Linked DNA regions of Mus musculus: all the other regions are linked to region 2. The links are chromatin contacts, called in public HiChIP or PLAC-seq maps. All regions are on one chromosome and are shown on one strand. Each heading gives the region's core, a stretch centred on a gene start, on an enhancer-like site or on the middle of the called end of the contact. The rest is flanking DNA. Distances are from core to core; before and after follow the strand shown. Region 1 overlaps Clec16a (C-type lectin domain family 16, member A). Region 2 overlaps Clec16a (C-type lectin domain family 16, member A). Region 3 overlaps Clec16a (C-type lectin domain family 16, member A).

Region 1 (3,259 bases), core at 433-2,932, 100 kb before region 2:
GCAGGAGGGAGGGGGAGGAGGGAGGGGGAGGAGGGAGGGGGAGGGTGGGATTCTGCTTTTGGTCACCTGTTTTGCAGCTGGGCCCCAGTTGGGCATCCACTTGCATCTTGGGAAGCAGATTATATCTGAGGATGACTTTCTGTGCCTTAAATCCTTTGATTTCTGTCACGGACACTGGCTAATGGGTCTTTCTTGGATGAAGAGAGAAGGGAGCGTGCCTGCTCGGAGCAGCGTCTGTGTGGTGTCCTGAGCAGGGAACAGACGTCATCCAGGTCACGCGAGAGCAGAGGCTTGGCCTTCTCACCCATGTGACCTGAGCGGACTCAGGTCTCTCTCATCTTGTTCAGAAGTACCTCAGTGTTTCAGGGAGAGACATCATCACCCCACAGGCTTGTAGAGTTGGGGACAGAGAAAGAAGAATCACTCAGGAAAACAGAGGAAGTGACAGCCACAACTTCAGAATAAAAACATGGAAAAGTTCTAAGGACAGAGAACCTTAACAGCTGACACTTCTAATGAGACTCCGAGCCTTATGGTTGAGGGCTTTTTCTTTTTGCCCCTCCTCCAAAATAGATTCTTTTAAAATAAATCTCTTCATTTGTTGCCAAAACCAGAAATAACTAGCTCGAGGAGATGCTTATCTAGGTTTGCTTCTCCACAGGTTTCTACCCAGAGTAACCTTGTCCACTTCTGTGCACACTGGGAGGGAAGACAAAGGAGCTGCCCAAAGGACGGTGCCAGTGGGTCCTGCCCCCTGCGGCTGTCAGGATCAGGGGCAGGGCCCCAGACCCCTCTGAGGTGGCCAATGCCATCGTCTCTACACAGGAGGCCGTTTCTAGGATCCCAGCCTGCTCAGCGAGAGGTCAGAGCAAATGAGTGCTTGGTGGTTGTCTTGTAGGGAGAGGTATGAGGGGCAGTTTTCAGGGCCACGGAGAATTGTGGGTGCTCCCAGTGTGTCTTGCTGTCACAAAATGCATGGGGGGTCCCTACCAGCGGGCCGCACACACAAAGGGAGAGCTCTGGCGCACTCAGTGCTCTGTGGGTTCCGCAGGCTCTGGGTTTACAGCACCCTCAGCTGGGGTCTCCGTATCTGCTGCAGGCAGTGTGGGGAGCTGGGAGATGCCAGAGAGGGCTCGGAGGCTGTGGGGATCGACCGGGGGGACAATGGTCAGTGACTCGACACTCAGTGTGTCAGCAGTGTCCTCGTAGAGCAAGGAGATGGTGGGCTGCTGGGCGGGAAGGAGGCTAGGGGACAGGTGCATTGTCTCCCCCTCAGAGCTCCTGGCCGATGAGTTCTTGCTGGGCTTGGAGTTGACATCCATTTCATTCCCAATCACTGACTGGTCTAGGTGAGGCTGAGGCTGTTCTGGAGTCGTGGGGGCATCTAGGTGGGAAGGAAAACAGAGATACTCTCAGCTCCAGTGACACTGTACTCAGCTGGCACCTGCCACTCCTGCACTGCACCAGGGTGGAAAACTCTGTGGGGAGACTGCTAATATTAGGGGCATGCCTGTTCCACCAACTCCTTGATGGGACCCAGAAGCTCCTAGCTTCATCTAACTTAGGCCTAGGGATAGTGTGTTAGGATCTTGGGTACCTGACTTGTGAAAACTCAGGCCTTGTCTGAAATCAACACCTGAATACTGAAAGTGAAACCTGGTCTGGGCAGGCTCTGTGTGCAGGCAGAGAGTCTGGAGCATTGCCTAATGGTAAATACAGAAACTGAAAGCAAACAGGTTGGGGCGTCTCTACAATCCCAGGCTATTTCCAGAGCCTACATTTGGAGATATTTGCCAAGGAATCCAGTGTAACAGCTTTTTTTTTTTTTTTTTTTTTTTTTTTTTTTTTTTTTTAAAAGGTAGAATGTTCTAGTTTCTAAAATCTTGTACTGTTGTGAGCTTCCGCCTTCTGCAGGCACTAAGCTTGCACCCACCAAGCAGATGGGCTTGCCCAGGGCCACTACTGAGCTAGCCTCCACCCAATGTGGAATTTTTAGTATATGTGCTGCCAAAACGAGCACCCAGTGTAGAATTGTTGTTGTTGTTGTTTGTTTGGTTCTTTATTAAACCCTTGGAGACTGGATAGATGCAGGCCACTTGCTTTTCAATGATGCCAGCCAGGAATGTGTGGCATTCAAGGGAAGAGCCATTCAGCACTTCAGCCTGGGGACTTTAAGACCCCGAGAGGAGGTGCTAGGGATGTGGCTTGGCTACACGTTCATATCTGTATGGATTCTAGGGTTAACAGGCCTCCGAAGAAGATGGCAACTGTTCAGTCCTAGAGCTTCATGAGGGGATTTGGGGCAGATGGGATGTAGTTTTAGTTCAATGTTATTCTGGTGACTTCATTTTGTTTTCTAAAGCCAAAATAAAACAGAAAAGCAAACCAAACACAGAGCCAAAGGATGGAAGAACGAAGAACAGAATAAAAGCAGGCAACATGAGGAATGGTGGCAAGCAGGGGAGCCAAAGGGGAGGAAAGCGCATGCCGCTTGCTCGCTCGCTCGCTTGCTCAGCCAGCACGCCAGCACATGCTGCCGTGTGCCTTCCTTCTGGACTCTGGGAAGATGGAAGGGTCAGTCAGTTCCGTTCCTTCTAAGAGCTGTACTTTGGTTTTTGGACTGCTGGGGATGGAACCCAGGGCCTCAGGCACAATGCTAGCCAAATGTTTGCCCAGGAGCTCCTTTACCCAGTGTCCTTTCTTAACACAGGAAGGAGAGAGCAGGAGTCTAGAGAGAGCCACTTCCCATGGCTTTGGGCCCGCCCTTGCTTGGGGGCTGTGGGTGTCAGTGAGAACTGGTGCAAAAAGAGACAGAGGTGTCTGTTGTGCAGACTGCTGTGCTCACACCGCCGTCCCTCGCTGCTCACAGTCTCCGCTAACTACTGACTTGTCTCACTGTACGAGCCATGCTTGGGAGCTGGGCTGGCTTTAGTTCAGGTTCCTGTTGTGACCCTGTGTGAACCCTCCATGTCTAAGTGGCACTCAGCTGCTCAGTGACCTTTTTCAAAGTTTTGGGACAGGTCTGAGCCTGCCTGGGAAGGCCTCCACGAGAGGCTGTGACTAGGCAGCTTGGAAATGACCCCCGCTGCAAATGGAATTGTCCTGCTATTGGTGATGGGGACAGAAACGCTGCCTTCCTGGGTTCTTACCTCTTTCCTGGTTCTCTAGTGGGGCTTTTGCGGATGAGAATAATCATGAAGGCAGGGAGACCATGGTCAAACACACCTTCAAATCCATCAAAAAAGCAAAATAACCAACA
Region 2 (3,015 bases), core at 139-2,638:
CTTTAATGTGTAACACACAGCCACCCCATTTCCTCAAGGTCAATAGTGACAAACATAAAAACCTGCTGTGCCCACAGGGAACATGGGATCAGAATGTGGGGACACAAATCTGTAATTCCAGATATCTGGGAGGCTGAGGTAGAAGCCAATCTGGGCTACTTAGTAAGACACTGTCTCAATCAAAACTGAGAGGAGGGTGAGCATGTGCTGGCATGTGCATGCTCTGGCCTCATCCCTAGTACCAAACACAACACCCTAGCACAGGGACCCTTGGGCAGTGGCTTCCCAGATAGCTGATACTTCAGTTCAGACTTTACCATTTGCCCGCGCCCCCTGCTGGCTCTCCTCTGCACTAAGCTTAGCGAGTCCTTGAGTGGAACCTCTCGCTCATCTTAAGACACTGGTGCATTGCACTCCTTTCCCACCAACACACTTTCAGTGTTTACTGTCGGCCAGAAACTTCACAGCCATCCTGCCAGCTACTGTGGGCAAAAGCTGAGGGGGCACAGGAGGAACTTTAGGCTCAGGGACTTAAACAATGCTTCCAAGATCACACAGCTATAACCTCTGTAGGCCTGACTAAGGAACTCATGTTCTTTCTCAGCCACTCCTTCCAACTGCCCCTACCTGAGTGGGGATAACTCAAATTCAAGTTCTGCTTGGAACCCCAAACTGTGATGACTTTGATTTCAACATGGATGTCCCTTATGGGCTGGCAGGAGTCAGGGGCACTTTTGGTATTTTGATCTTACACTTAAAAAAAGTATTTGTGTTGTGTGCACACATGGAGGTCAGAGGACAACTTGCAGGAGTCTGTGGTTTGCTCAGGGGGCTGGGAATGTGTGTTGCTTGAAGATACAAAGTCTCCACTTCCTCTGTAGCCCCTGAGCACATGGTTAAAAGTGCCAGCAGGGCGGAGGAGGTCACAGAGGTTCTTGTCTGAGGCACACACAACTTTATGTCACTTGCTTTCTGAAATCCTAAAGTGAGACCCCCAAGCCACAAGCAGACCAAGGACGATGTAGTGAGCCTGGGAGCGATCATGAGTGCCTCTAAATTATCCACTCCCAGTCATGTCTCCAGGGAATGATTTTCCAGGAAAAGGCAGTGCTGCTTTCTAAGAAAGAAACCGAGATCTTACGCAGGAGATAAAATACTGTGAAGAGCCTGAGCGAGGCTGCTTCCTAGAGCGGCCGCCTCAGAACAAAGTGCTGATAAGGGGATCACCTCTGCTGTTCTAAGAACAGGGCTCTGTACGCACGCTCTCCTGCGCAGCCAGCACCATCCTCTCACTATCGGACAGCTTGCCAGTGTGCCTAGGGCTCACATCCACCTCCCACACTGGCTGTTCTAGGCTCTGGGTTCCCTTGCTTCAAAGAAGATTGGCTTGGCCTCCATCCAGGGTTTTGGCTGCACTCTGCCCTGGCGCAGGTAGTCTGACAGCAGCCCACAGAGGTGCCAGTTGCCACAGAATCTCAATCTCCAATTTCCAAGGGCACCAGGCTTTGGAAAGAAAGCCATGTATGGTAGTAGGTGCATGCGTGAGGCTATTCTTTCCAGGTGACTAGACACCTATTGGTGGTAGGCTTCAACTGATCTAAAGACCCTTTCCCTATGGCCTAGGAGAGGCCAGAAAGCACTTACTCACCCGCCTCGTCTTCTCCACATCACCACATGGCAGCCGCTTCACAAAGTCAATGCCAGTCAGTGGAGTGCCCGTTGGGGGCAGGAGGATGGAAGCATCCATCATGAGATACTCCACATTCATGGGCTTTATCTAGGAGAGACAGCACAGGAAGCCTCAGCAAAGGCCCTCCTGTACTTGGGCCACAAATGAGCCAGCTCTGGGTTAGACGGGGCCTATATTTCTCGTGTGCCAGATGAGTGGCAGGCTCTTTTCATTCTCCAAGTTGTGTGTGTGTACTTTTCCCTTCATTTAAGTCAGAGGGCCCCATGACCGCCTAGTGCTGACTGGCTGCCTTCCTTTGTGGGACATGTTTAACACTGTTTTCCAGAGGCCTGAGTCCCTTTTTCAAAATCCCTGTATCCCAGAGCAGGGTGGCAGAGCCATGTTCCCACTCCAGGCTGTTCTTGGCACTGGTTTCACAGCAGGGCCTTCTTACAATACAGATTGGTTCCATTGCTCCTACAGTGCCAGGACCTCCTCCATGGGATTCCTCCCATTCTCTCCATGGGGGTGGGGATAACAGTGAGTCTCAGGGTCTGTCATCCCTTTGGTAATAAACCTGAGTCACTAAAGAATGTGTGAGCAGCTTGAGTGGCACTCACTCACGCTAGCTCAGAAGCCAGTGTTCTAGGGGCAGCTGAGGACTGACTGTAGTTGCAGGTGTGTTGCCTTAGTGTTTCTGGAGAATGGCAAGCATTGTCCAGCAGAACGCATAAACACTGGAGTAAAAGAAGCAAACCCCAGGAAGCTTCCTGTAGGGTGGGATGAGGGAACACACTTCCTGTGGGGTGGGATGAGGGGAGGGGACACACTTCCTGTGGGGTGGGATGAGGGAGAGGACACACTTTTGGCTTATGGGTCCTGTGTGAGGCCAGCTGCTGGGTATTTCAACTCAGAGGTCTCCACTGCAGAGATGACAAACAGCCAGACTCAGATTAAAAGTAACCCGCCCAAGGGCACACAGTTAGGAAGCAATAAAGGCAAACACTTCAGGGGCTTGGGAGCCCCAACTTTTTCAAATCATAAACAACCTGTAGAGTTAACATTTCCAAGCTGAAAGGGGCACCATGGAGGAGCACTCTGGGAGGGGACTCCGCACTAGATAGAGGAGACGTTGAAAACCTGTGCAGTGCTCCACTGTGACTGATGGTGTGAAGAGGGAAGTACCATGCCCTCCTAGGCATGGCTGGGGCTGTGTGGGTCAGTAAGGTGGAGGCACAGTCACCACAACCCACACGTGAAAAGGAGGTATGACCTTGAAAGTGATCCATGGATGCTTCAGGGGGGCAGTGACAAAGATGAGGTAAGGGCTCGGCTGCCAGAGCCCT
Region 3 (3,404 bases), core at 753-3,252, 86 kb before region 2:
ACTCAGGCCCAGCACCACCACCAACTATGAGCCACTCTGGTCTCCCAAGCTTTCTCCCTGTGAGTTCTTGAGACCTGGACAAAGTTTCCCAGAGCAGGGCTAGGCAGTAGGACCCATGCCAACAGCAAGACATCCCCTTGCTTTGCAGGATCTCTGAGCTGCATGGGCAGCCGGAGCCTTCCTGTCTTCTTCTATTCCATTCTGCTATGATTTGGGAACTGTGAATGAATGGATAGCTCTATCGCATTTGTCAAGAACAAAATCACTACCAAAAGGTCAGCCTCCCATTTTTTTCCATATTTTTTTTATTGGGTATTTATTTCAATTACATTTCCAATGCTATCCCAAAAGTCCCCCACACGCTCCCCCACCCACTCCCCTACCCACCCACTCCCACTTCTTGGCCCTGGCGTTCCCCTGTACTGAGGCAGATAAAGTTTGCACGACCAATGGGCCTCTCTTTCCACTGATGGCCGACTAGGCCATCTTCTGATACATATGCAGCTAGAGACACGAGCTCTGGGGGGTACTGGGTAGTTCATATTGTTGTTCCACCTATAGGGTTGCAGATCCCTTTAGCTCCTTGGGTACTTTCTCTAGCTTCTCCATTGGGGGTCCTGTGATCCATCCAATAGCTGACTGTGAGCATCCACTTCTGTGTTTGCTAGGCCCCGGCATAGTCTCACAAGAGACAGCCATATCTGGGTTCTTTTAGCAAAATCTTGCTAGTGTATGCAAAGGTGTCAGTGTTTGGAAGCTGATTATGGGATGGATCCCCGGATATGGCAGTTTCTAGATGGTCCATCTTTTCGTCTCAGCTCCAAACTTTGTCTCTGTAACTCCTTCCATGGGTGTTTTGTTCCCAATTCTAAGAAGGGGCAAAGTGTCCACACTTTGGTCTTTGTTCTTCTTGAGTTTCATGCGTTTAGCAAATTGTATCTTATATCTTGGGTATTCTAAATTTCTGGGCTAATATCCACTTATCGGTGAGTACATATTATGCAAGTTCTTTTGTGATTGGGTTACCTCACTCAGGATGATGCCCTCCAGGTCCATTCATTTGCCTAGGAATTTCAAAAATTCATTCTTTTTAATAGCTGAGTAGTACTCCATTGTGTAAATGTACCACATTTTCTGTGTCCATTCCTCTGTTGAGGAGCATCTGGGTTCTTTCCAGCTTCTGGCTATTATAAATAAGGCTGCTATGAACATAGTTGAGCATGTGTCCTTCTTACTTGTTGGAACATCTTCTGGATATATGCCCAGGAGAGGTATTGTGGGATCCTCTGGTAGTACTATGTCCAGTTTTCTGAGGAACCGCCAGACTGATTTCCAGAGTGGTTGTACAAGCCTGTAATCCCACCAACAATGGAGGAGTGTTTCTCTTTCTCCACATCCTCGCCAGCATCTGCTGTCACCTGAATTTTTCATCTTAGCCATTCTGACTGGTGTGAGGTGGAGTCTCAGGGTTGTTTTGATTTGTATTTCCCTGATGATTAAGGATGTTGAAGCCTCCCATTTTTAAGCCCAGTGACAGGGAATACTGGGCATGGAGTCAGGATCCCAGGTTCAAGTCCAAGTTCTGTCCACTCTGGCTTTGAGAGGTGGGATGAGTCCATTCCTGTTTACCTCTGCTTCAGCGCTTCCTTCCAGCAGCCCAGGCTGGCCTGCAGTCCTTGGCACTTGTTGGGCCTGAGTGCTAGCTGCCAGCTTGGGCAAAGGTTTCCCCCCAATACCCCACCAAGTCTGTCCTGCTCAGGCAGTGTATGAGAAACCCAACTGCAAAGATGACTAGTGTTCTGGGTAACAGCTTTCACTACTTAAGCAGCAAGAACCCTGTGGACGTGTTTCTGAGATAGCTAGCTTATTTCTATTATTCATTTCTCCCTTCACTTGCAGTTACAGAACCTGGCCACTAGGCATGGCCTTATAACTGAGTTGTGGCCATGAGACAGACATCAAAGTGGCATGTGGGATTTCCAAGAAGCTTCTTCAACAGGAAAGAGGGTAGGTACATCCTCTATTCTGCTTCCTGGAACACGGATGACAGAAGTCCAGCAGTCATCCTGGACTAAGAGGGGAACTCTTTATGAGGGAAGGAAGAACACTGAGTGGAGAGGAGCAGGGTCTCTGATGCCTCATGGATCCCTTGTTTACCCATATTCATGAAGCTGTCACTGGAGAGCAACAGAAACCTCCCTTCTAGCATTTTCTATGTTGTTGAAGCTAATCTTATCTGATATTGTGAGGAATGCCTTGTTAATGCAGGATACAGGCTACGTCCCCTGGTCATATTGGTATGCTGGCTCTGACCTTCTTCTGGTAGGGAGAAAATTGCCCTGAGCCTATGGGGCTGGTAGTTCTGGTGGAGTACAGGGATCTGGACATGGTAGGATGAAGAAAAAGGGGAGGGGCAAGTGATCCTGATTATGAATTCAACTTCCTTCCATGATGTAAGTGGAGGTTTTGGTAGAACCCAGTGGATGGACTGAGTTTCTTTCTGAGTTCAAACCAGAAATCAAAGATTCTAAAAGAGGACTAAGACCTTGAACCTGAGGGCGGTAAGAGACTGCACAGTATGCAGACAGGGACACTGGGGCCTGGGCTGAAGCTTTTTTAATCTTCCAAGAAAGCAGGGGCTGGTGGTGCCTTCTGGGTATTTGACTAAAATATAAGTGTTCCAGGTTAAAAAGCATTTGCCTTTTTGGAATTATGGAACTGGCTTGAGTCTATGTAGGGGATTCCACAGGGGCCTCTCAGAAGGTCAAGTGCAGAAGCCTGCTCAACTCAAGTGTCATTCTAAGGAGCTCCTACTCTGTGTAATGTAGGGCTACACCTGGCAGACCACCAGGGGCTCACTGCTTTCAGGATTAACTCTATCCTTACCCACAGACTTGTAGGGCTTGCTGCTCCCAGCATACATCTGTATCCCTCTGAGAACTGAAGCCCACCACCAGAGAAACAAGCCCTGAAGCCCTATAACAGAAGCAGCTAGTACTAGACCGACATCGGGCTGCATGCCAAATCAAAGTGACAGTAGGAAGACTTCTGTCACAGAACAGCACATTTAGCTTGAGCCTCTCAGGAGTTCCAGCTTAGGGGGAAAGCATAGCATGGTGGAAGTCTTGGGACCCACTGGTCACTGAGAGTCTGCATCCCTTGACCCTCTCCTGGCACGTCCCCGAGAGCAGCAGAGGAGACTTAGCTGCTTGCCTTTAGAAAGTGTCTCATTTATTCTGCCGAGAAGCCACCACATGGTGGCCTTCATCAAACTTACTTCTCTAAGCAGTGACACTGTGATTTCTACAAGAGTGAAAAAGGAAGTGCTCTGGTTGGTGCACTGCAGTGCCAGAGAGTGGCTTCCCTGCTTTTTTTCCAGATTTTTCTGTGGATCCCACTGGTAG

Evidence for each region. HiChIP or PLAC-seq counts read pairs in DNA pulled down with a chosen protein or histone mark.
Region 1: a CTCF HiChIP or PLAC-seq map of CD8 T cells shows a contact between it and region 2, with 9 read pairs. The contact joins two enhancer-like sites. A contact is called at or near these places in 3 of 15 datasets of contacts at CTCF or cohesin (CD8 T cells, the NIH/3T3 cell line and embryonic stem cells), 26 of 484 Hi-C or Micro-C datasets (the HL-1 cell line, bone marrow-derived macrophages, cranial neural crest and 11 more) and 10 of 115 datasets of contacts at active chromatin or transcription factors (the 230-238 cell line, CD8 T cells, bone marrow-derived macrophages and 5 more).
Region 3: a contact with region 2 is called in an H3K27ac HiChIP or PLAC-seq map of CD8 T cells, with 15 times the contacts expected there. The contact joins two enhancer-like sites. A contact is called at or near these places in 1 of 15 datasets of contacts at CTCF or cohesin (CD8 T cells), 9 of 484 Hi-C or Micro-C datasets (Th1 cells, bone marrow-derived macrophages, cerebellar granule neurons and 6 more) and 8 of 115 datasets of contacts at active chromatin or transcription factors (CD8 T cells, Th17 cells, bone marrow-derived macrophages and 3 more).

The regions. Positions count from the first base shown.
Region 1 is chr16:10,739,739-10,742,997 of GRCm38.p6, reverse strand. It overlaps Clec16a (C-type lectin domain family 16, member A), which reads right to left. Exons shown (of 23, transcript NM_001204229.1): 23 at 1-1,384. The coding sequence ends at 1,029. Among named protein-coding and RNA genes, the nearest start is that of Socs1, 44 kb to the left of the region's middle. Within about 2 kb of position 1,682, at least 66 of the 459 cell types and tissues checked have an H3K27ac peak or open chromatin away from gene starts, as enhancers often do. A contact at or near this core is called in the 230-238 cell line, CD8 T cells, double positive thymocytes and 1 more, where this site is marked.
Region 2 is chr16:10,637,549-10,640,563 of GRCm38.p6, reverse strand. It overlaps Clec16a (C-type lectin domain family 16, member A), which reads right to left. Exons shown (of 23, transcript NM_001204229.1): 17 at 1,649-1,777. Among named protein-coding and RNA genes, the nearest start is that of Gm52264, 19 kb to the left of the region's middle. Within about 2 kb of position 1,388, at least 82 of the 459 cell types and tissues checked have an H3K27ac peak or open chromatin away from gene starts, as enhancers often do. A contact at or near this core is called in the 230-238 cell line, CD8 T cells, Th17 cells and 2 more, where this site is marked.
Region 3 is chr16:10,723,894-10,727,297 of GRCm38.p6, reverse strand. The region is part of intron 21 of Clec16a (C-type lectin domain family 16, member A); the gene reads right to left. Among named protein-coding and RNA genes, the nearest start is that of Gm15558, 42 kb to the right of the region's middle. Within about 2 kb of position 2,002, at least 24 of the 459 cell types and tissues checked have an H3K27ac peak or open chromatin away from gene starts, as enhancers often do. A contact at or near this core is called in CD8 T cells, Th17 cells and regulatory T cells, where this site is marked.